Linked DNA regions of Hordeum vulgare: regions 1 and 2 are each linked to region 3. The links are chromatin contacts, called in public Hi-C maps. All regions are on one chromosome and are shown on one strand. The core of a region is the stretch at or near the end of the contact, and the rest is flanking DNA. Distances in the headings are between cores, read along the strand shown. Region 1 holds the start of LOC123411704 (peptidyl-prolyl cis-trans isomerase FKBP16-3, chloroplastic). Region 2 holds the start of LOC123410563 (PHD finger protein rhinoceros-like). Region 3 holds the start of LOC123408742 (probable RNA methyltransferase At5g51130).

Region 1 (2,859 bases), core at 11-2,510, 330 kb before region 3:
CAATTGCAGATGACAGAGATGATCATGAAATTCATTTAGTTGTGCTATTTATTAGCAACAGGGGTTATATCCATTGAAGATGAAGGTGAGAACTGTCAAAATAAACAGTGTTTGCTAGGCTCAGATCAGTTCAGAGCTGTATTGGGTTAATTTTAGTCGTCATCTTGAAGAGGGGCATGCAATGGCTGTGTGCCTCGCTTGATGTAGAGGTCGGGGCATGCAATGCATCAGATCCTGCAGTAAATACCTGTCCGGCGCCAACACGGAATATGTAGGGCTGGCCTTTCTCCAGCGAGCTGCACAACACAACAAACCAATTATGTGCATTTTGCAAGTCCTGAACAGGCAGACGCTGAATGCACTGTGAGCCTGTCACCCATGAAATGTGTTGAGAGATCTCTCACCTGTCAAATATCTGTCCGTTTGGCACCATGGCGATGCAGTTTGCAGCAACCTACACGCGTGGTGGTTCGTGAGTGATGAAGAAGCTTACGCGCTTGCACGCAATTGTGGAAAGAGGGCAAAAAAGAAGAGGTAATGGTGAGCACCTGGAAGCCAATGGGCGGACTCGGGCCTCGGCCGACTTTGATGTCCTTGTACTGCAAACCGGATTCCGTAGTCACCATAGGCAGCTGAAAAGGCAGGAGCGAAAAAAATAAAAAATTTGTGGCCTGATTCCATGAATTCTGCAGGAAATACTGCATGAATCAAGCAAACGAAATGCTGCATTCCAACGAAGTGGGTCATGGCGAACGTACATTTTCGAGCTCTGCCTCGCAGGCGGCGTCGCAGAGCTTGGGCTTCTCCTCCGGCGGCAGCCCGCCGGCGACGGCGTCGAGCGCGGCCTGCAGGCAAAACGCGGACGAGGACACCCCGAGAGCAACCGCCCCGACCACGCCCCTCCGGGTGACCACGCCGCCGCCGTTGTCGTCAGCTCCTCCGCATTGCGGCAAGCTTCCGCCAGCGGCAGCCCTGCAGCAGCACGGCGCCCAGCTGTTGCCACCTCTGACGAACGCCCTGCCGCCGCCGCTGGGAAACCAGGCCCTCGAGCTAGCGCCACGCGGCCCTGACGGGAGGAGAATCGGCGAGGCCGAGGAAGAGGCGGCAGCAGCCATTGGATTAGGGAGAGGTAGAGGGGGAGGGGGGAGGAGGAAGACGGCGGGGGAGAGGACCACGGACGAGCCGACGAGAGAGAGTGGATAGAGCAAATTAAATCCGTCCAGCCTCCACCACTCGCTGCGCCTGCGCGCGTGCAGCACCACGCACGGGGCACGGCGGCCATGCGACGCGACGGGGATCAACGACCGATGTGTTCAGCCTTGTTAAAGGACCCCGACGCGCGAACGCTCGTTTTTTTACCATGGCAATGTGTAACCGTGGAGCAGCTCCAACCGGCCGATTCAAACCAACGATGATTTCATCTATTTTTTATTCGTTTGGATCCGCCTGACGGACACCAACATTCGTTTCCGCATTTGGATCGGCACATACGTCCAACGCTGGTCCGATCTATTTTTATCCGTGCGTGAAAATAATAATAATCAAACATTAAACCGGACACGAAGGCCGACGAGAGTCCGCGGATCCCCGTTACATTATAAATGAATAGGAAAAAACACTAGGCGTCCTCGTCATTGGCGGCGAGGTCGAGCTGCGCCGGACCAGGGACGGGCTGTGTCGGCGGGGTCAGTGCTGGTGTCGGCGGTGGCGCAGCACGGGCGCGCTCGTTCGCCAGGCGCAGTGCCATCTTAGCATGAAGGTAGGCGGCCTTTTTCAGGAGTAACGTGTGGGGATAGACGACGAAGGTGTTCTAAGCGAAGCCGGGCGTGCTCGTGCGCCTGGCGCATCGCCTTCTTAACCTGGAGGTAGGCGACCTCCTCTGGGAGCATCGCACGGGCATAGACGATAAATGGTGTCGCCGTTGTCCATGGCTACGCTGGCGCGGAAACAGATGGCCGAACTCCACCGCACACTCGGACTAAAAAAAGGCCGACCACGGTCGCTGACGCGTGGGCCCAAGGAGGGCGGCCGTCATTGTTGACCGTGGTGGTTGGGGCGGATACCGAGGGGGGGCGTCCGCTTCGCGTCTGCCCCGACGCATTTTTGTCCCAAATTTTGGTCGGAAATTTGGATAGAGCAATTAAATCACCGTTCACCGCCCATTTAAGGAAAGCCTCGTCGTCGATGGCCATGTCCAGGTGCTCCTGCTTGACGGGGAGGAGCGTCGGCTCCGTCTTTGGCTTGATGAGGCAGGAGGAGGTGCCACGCTAGTTGATGACGATGCCGCCGCTGCGCATGCGCCGCCCTAGCGGCGTCTCCTGTGGTTCCGGTTTGATGGGAAGGAGCGCCGGTGACCCGGAGGAGCGGGAGCGGGAGCCGGACGAGGAGGAAGACGTCGTCTCCACCCGCGTTAGCGTCCAAGAACTGTCGCGGTGGCGGGAGAAGGCGGGCGGCAGAGGGTATTCGAACCGCGGCGAGTTGCCGCCCTCGATGTGCTCGAGGACGACCTCCAACGTCCGACCGAGGATGGCTCGCCATAGGCGGCGCCCTTGGAGTTGTAGCAGCCGCGGGGTATCCCAGTTGGTGGCGGCGAGCTGGTCGGCGTGACGATGTTCGAAGTACATCGTCCACATCGTGTTGCTGTCGGGGGCGTACCTCGGCAGGTTCCGCGAGCTCTCCGACGGTGATGACCAGATGCGCGCGATCTCTGCGTGCCGATCAACTCCAGAGGGCGGCGGTGGCACCAGGACTCTGTCGTCGCTCAGCCTCCACGAGCCTGACACCCGCATGTCCGGTGGCGCCGGGTAGTTCGCCTCGTAGAGGAGGCGGGCCTCAGACTCGTGCAGGTGGCGGCGGCCG
Region 2 (2,700 bases), core at 44-2,543, 380 kb before region 3:
CTTCCCTTCTCTCTCCTCTTCTCTCTCATCCAACTCAGCAAAAAAAATAAAGGCTTGTTTGGTTCATGACTAACTTTGACACAACTAACCTTAGGCAAAGTGTGGCTAACAAAATGAACACCACAAGTGTGGCAAGATTTGGTAAAAAATTGAGTGTATGACATGTGGACCATATAACTAGAAAAGTGTGGCAAGCCACAAGTGCGGCAATGAACCAAACACATGCCTAAGGTATTGTGGCATGACAACCTTAGGCCGGGAACCAAACAACCCATAATATTTTAATCCTTACAGCCTGCTGACCGTATCTTATTGTACTTGTTTTAAGTATGAACTATTATCCAGCAAGCATACTTGCGTGCATGGAATTTAGCTGTAGTTTTGGACGATGCACCTACATATATGCATAAAAATAGTCTGGCAATTGGTTTACCAACCGGCAGTGCATATGCGTCAGTATGCATATTATACAGTGGTTACGAGATCCCCATCAGTTAGTACCACTATCATCGAGGCAGCGACTGCATTATTATTCCCAACGCTGACCAAAATGCATATGCATGGGAATCATGGGATGGGGGCAACTCTGTCCGTCTTCTGTACTGTACTATCATGTCCGTCTTCTGTATCATATAAGTATCTTGGATTATGCAGCTCTACAGGATCTACAGAAATGTTCCTGATTCGTTAAAAATGATGGGACTTTTTTTGTAACTTGGATAAGGAAGAGCAGGCTCACTCAGTGGGTCACTGCGTTGTACGATTACAAGTAGTTTTCTTGAAGTCAAACTAGTGCATTCCTTCAATAATAATAATAAAAAAAGAGTCAAAAGTGTCGGCAATGAATACAGTTGTTAAGCTGGGTGCTGCAGCCGGTGCTACCGTTGAGTCGTTGACCAAAGAAATTTTAGTTGCCGCTGGAAAAGCACACTTGTGCTCGGTAAGAAACAAGAACGAGCAAAAAAATCTCTTTGTCCTCCTTTGGTTTGAAGGAATCTTATAGGAATTATATAGGATAGGATTTCTATAGAAAAATAAATACTTTAAAGCCTTTTGGTTTGTAGGAACAGACTCCTATTACTATGGAGATTCTTTTTATATCCTTCACTTTTCATAGGAAAATAACATTAGCCTAAAGAAAATAAACCATTTGATGTAAATCAGAGGGCATCTTCTTTTCTAATCCTATTCATAGGATTTAAGATAGCACATGCATCTCAATTACTATGAATTTTCTATTTTTATTATTTTTTACCCTATTATATACCAAAGGAGGCCTTACATTGTCAAAGAAGTAGTTCAGAAATGTCTTGATTTTATTTTTTTGAGCCGTGACAGTAGAATAATTGTTCGACGGAAATTTTGAAAAATATTACTAGTGTGACAAGCGAGAACAAATAGTACTACTAGTACCAGAACTCATGTTTGTACGCTTTCCTTGTAATGCCACGTTGCTCATAATTCACACATGTCACTGAACTTGGGACCTTTTTCTTAAAAGGTTCACTGTTTTTTTATGTTTGTAACAAAAGATTTTTACCCATGCATGTCCTGGGAACTCTGCCTTGCTCCCATGGAAAGGAAAGCGACGCCTGACCTTAACCAAACCCATACCCACTGACTCCCCGGTCCCAGCCCAAGGATACGGGCCCCCTAGACACAGAGCGCTTTTGCACGCCACAATAGAACAGTGTTGCTGATCTAAAAAAAACAGTGTAGTAGAACAGTGCTGCCTTGCCCTTCCCCTCTTTCTTTCTCTGTGCCTGCTGCTGCTACTGCTCGCTGACCGCGTGCGCTCAGCTCGAAGACCTTCTCTCCCCTCCCTCTTCTCTTCTCCTGACAAACAAACCATCTCATCTCATTTTGGAGAGAGAGAGAAGAGAGAGAGAGAGGCACCGTCGCGGAGGGCCAACGGGAGGGATTCTTGGATGTGACAAGCCGAGCTTTCCCGATCAAAGCAGGCCGCGAAAGCCGCCTCCCTCGCTCTTCCATAGAAGGCACGAGAAGAAGCAGTCGTCTTCTCCGCAGCGCACACCCGTCCTCCCCTCTTCCTCTTCACTTCACGGGAAGAAGAGCTAGGATCATCTGTGGCTCACGGGACTCACCAGGCTTGCCTCAAGAGGTGCGTGCGTCTGTACTCTGTACATGTCTTGCCTTCCTGATCCTCGCCTCCTTCAGTCCTTCTCCAAAGCAGGGAGATTTGTCAATGTATCATCTTTGCATTTTTCTCCTCTTCCTCCCCTCAACATGTTCTTCCCCGGGAGGTTGGTTGGGCGAGCGGTTAGCGTTGCTCCCTTTATTTCATTTGATTGATGATTTGATTCTGGGGCATCAGACAACTACATTTGCCATGTGCCGTATGCTTCAGCAGTGCCTGCCAGTGCCAAGTCTCAACATAACCACTTGTTCTGCTCAAGATTCGCTGCTTCACCCCGTCCCTTTTACCTCTGTTTGTTTATATGAAGTTCTGGGCTGGGCTGGGATGGAAGATAGGGCTGCTTTGGCTGTGTTGCTGGATCTGCTCATTTGTGCTCCTGTTTATCTTCCCACTGCCACTGAATCAATCAAACCCCTTCCTTAAAACACCCTAACACTGTCCGTCCCTACTCTCTCTCTCCAGCAGCAACAGTTGCTGGCATTTATGTGTTGCTTTACTTCCTTTCAACTATAGTAGGAGTACTACTAGTAATGTTGGGTGAG
Region 3 (3,028 bases), core at 16-2,515:
TTCAAAATAGAAACTAAAACAATGTAACTGCACAGTAACAGAAGTCTGGTAATTCAAGAACAGAAGCTATAACATTGAAGTTGAAAGACATGGCAATAAGACCGGAAGATCATTAACCAAACAAAACAGAACAAAATTATTATCCCCAGAACATTACCTAGACCGATTGTGACCAAACCTTGGTTGCATCCAATATCAAGACAATCCTTGCCTGCAAACCACTCCTTCTTGAATATCTCAAGACGGGGATCCTCACCAACATTACGATCAATCTGTTGAGCATCAAGAGATTGAAGTTATCAGCTAAGATTTGTTGATCCGGCCATTGACTGCCTTTTTGTCGTATTAAGTGAACTATCATGTGCAGCATATAGAACAATTAAATGTCCAATCTAATGAAAAGACCCTCTATCCGTCTATCTGCCTCCTTTGAGCAGGTGAATTTAGCATAAGTAGATCTGTGAAAACAAGTACGTGCAACTAGGGTCCGTGCTTGCTTACTTCTTCTCTGCCAATTGCCATTACAGTAACACCTTGGGGCATTTACTAATCAGAAATTATACTGCATGTCCAATATGGGGTTAAAGGCTCAAAGCAGTGGTCTCGTTCCAAAACTCAAGTTCTGCAAGCTCTGAGACACAGATCAATGCCGAAACCTATCTGCGCATTTCATCAAACAGCTTGGGCGCGTCCTAAGCAAAAGCTCCAGCGCTTTCAACAAAGAGTCCTAGTCCGTATAAACCATCCCAGTCCCAGGAACATAGCAATCTCCAGCAAATCATTTCACCAGATAACTCCACGGCATGCACAACACATTGAAGATTCACCGTTTGTTAGAGAGGCCACCGAGTGGAGGGGAGAAGCGCGGTTCAACTCACTCGGTAGCCGTAGTAGTTCCTGTAGTTTCCGTAGATGAAAGCACCTCCCTTGTTCTTCCGCTTCTTCCCTCTACGTCCACCCCCACCACCTGCACCGCCGCCGCCGCCGCTGCCACCGCAGCCGTTACCTCCTCTTTCCTGTGCGTCGCTCTGTTTCCTCTCCGCCTCGCCTTTGGGCCCGTTGACCGCGGAAGGTGGCTGCGCGACGCCCTCCGGCGCAGCTGTGGTGACCATCCTCTGAGGAGGGGTGGCTCTCTTCGCCGCCGCGTTGTTTCGCTTCCCGCGGACGGTAGTGGGGAACAGCGCGCGGACGGCGAGGCGGAGGAGAAGAAACCCTTCGAGGCGCGAGGCTTTTGCGGCGCCGACTTGAGCAGGGAACAGGAAGAGGCCAGCGCAAAAAGAAAAAAGGAGGAAGGACCCGGCGAACAGACCTGGCCGGATGGGTCGGTACGGCACGGCCTGGCCTAAACGGGCCAGGCACTGCACGGCCCACCCAGGCACGCCTAATATAAGGGCCGTGTAGGGCTGGCACTCGTGTCCACTACCTGGCCCAAATACGGCACAACGTGTAAACGGGCCAACCCTCAAACCTTCAAAAAAACATGTAAACTGGCCGGCACGTTAGCCCACCAGCCCGCCTGATTTTGGGTTGTTTTTGGTCTATTTGGGCTATTTTTAGGAGCCAATATATAAATAAAGTTTGTTATTTTCTTCATGCACCAACTACGGCTCATTCGACTTTCTGCTAAACACATGCTGACATATGTAAAGAATATCTTAAGTGTAGGCCTAAATTTTAGCAAGTCATCACCCAATGTTGTTAGTGTTTTTTCTGACTCTGACTGGACAGGCTGCTTAGACGATAGAAGGTCTACAGGTGATTTTGCAATTTTCTTTGAGCCTAATTTACGATCATGATGTGCAAAAAACAGGCTACGGTTTGAAAATCAAGTACTGAGACAGAATACAAAGCATTGGCGAATGGAAGAGCGGAAATTGTCTGGGTCAAGTCCATGCTAAAGAGCTTGGAATATGTCACACACACACTTCATGTCTTTCATGTGATAATCTTGCTGCCATATATTTATCTTCTAATCTCATATTTCATGCAAGAACTAAGCATATCAATATTGATTATTATTTTGTGAGAGAAATAGTTGCCGACAAGGAGTTAGAGATCCGGTTTGTCCACTCAAAACATCAAGTTCCATATGACTTTATAAAAGCTTTGTTCACAAGACCATTTGAAGAATTTATGTGTAATCTTAACTTGGTGAAATTCTGATTAAGGAAGGGTGTTAAACACATCATACAGTTATGCGCATAACTTGTGCGTATCTTGTGTTTCATCGCTCAGTTAAGAAATAGTTAGAGATAGACATTTCATGTTTAACTTATGTTATCTCTTATCTCTGTCTCCCCTCTATAATCTCCTCTTGGTTGGACCCTCAACTGAACGTCTGTACCCATGCGAGAGATCCTCCCGGCAGACCAATATCTCTCCCTAATAATAAAGCAAATACGGTTTCTGATCGTCCGTCATGGAAATTACCTTTAAAGTTTGCATAAATTACCCACTATGTCACCGGTAAGTAATAGAAAACGTTTCACAAAGCACAAAATCTTGGACTGGTCCGGCCCATGTAAAAACCTCCTATATTATGCTCTGCATGCTGGGAGAATATCCAGCACACCGTATGGGCCGGCCCATGCACAAGCGCCTGCTTTTAGTTCATTTACTTATTTATTTTCAGTTCCGTTTTATTTTTTGTATTATAAATAATTTAGAACTTTAAATATTCTTTAAATTTTTAATAAACTGAAAATTATAAATCAACATATTAAATAAAAAAATGTTTGTGACTTCAAAAACTACTCGGAGTTTTGTAAAAAATGCTCGCATATACAATAAAATGTTTGCAATTTTAGAAAATTGTTTATACAATAAGAAATGTCCATGATTTCAAATACAATTCCATGTATTAAAAATTATTAAAGGCATTTAACAAAATGCTTTCTAATTCAAAATATGTTAATGCATTTCAAAAATGTCTTAAAATTTTAAAAATAGCTAATGTCTGTTTTGATAGTATCTTTTTTTATTTAAAATTTTCCGTTCCATTTTATTTTATTTATAATTGAAATAATTT

The links. Hi-C and Micro-C count contacts between places; a contact is called where the count stands out from the background.
Region 1: a Hi-C map of seedling shows a contact between it and region 3, with 4 times the contacts expected there. The contact joins the promoter of LOC123411704 here to the promoter of LOC123408742 in region 3. A contact is called at or near these places in 2 of 6 Hi-C or Micro-C datasets (leaf and seedling) and 1 of 1 datasets of contacts at active chromatin or transcription factors (embryo).
Region 2: a contact with region 3 is called in a Hi-C map of seedling, with 3 times the contacts expected there. The contact joins the promoter of LOC123410563 here to the promoter of LOC123408742 in region 3. A contact is called at or near these places in 2 of 6 Hi-C or Micro-C datasets (leaf and seedling).

Annotation. Positions count from the first base shown.
Region 1 is chr7H:222,248,231-222,251,089 of MorexV3_pseudomolecules_assembly, reverse strand. LOC123411704 (peptidyl-prolyl cis-trans isomerase FKBP16-3, chloroplastic) reads right to left here and starts at 1,260. Exons shown (of 6, transcript XM_045104668.1): 1 at 759-1,260; 2 at 549-632; 3 at 405-454; 4 at 248-296. The coding sequence starts at 1,115.
Region 2 is chr7H:222,300,145-222,302,844 of MorexV3_pseudomolecules_assembly, reverse strand. LOC123410563 (PHD finger protein rhinoceros-like) reads left to right here and starts at 1,293. Exons shown (of 6, transcript XM_045103507.1): 1 at 1,293-2,122.
Region 3 is chr7H:221,921,684-221,924,711 of MorexV3_pseudomolecules_assembly, reverse strand. It overlaps LOC123408742 (probable RNA methyltransferase At5g51130), which reads right to left and starts at 1,265. Exons shown (of 8, transcript XM_045101789.1): 1 at 879-1,265; 2 at 158-272. The coding sequence starts at 1,112.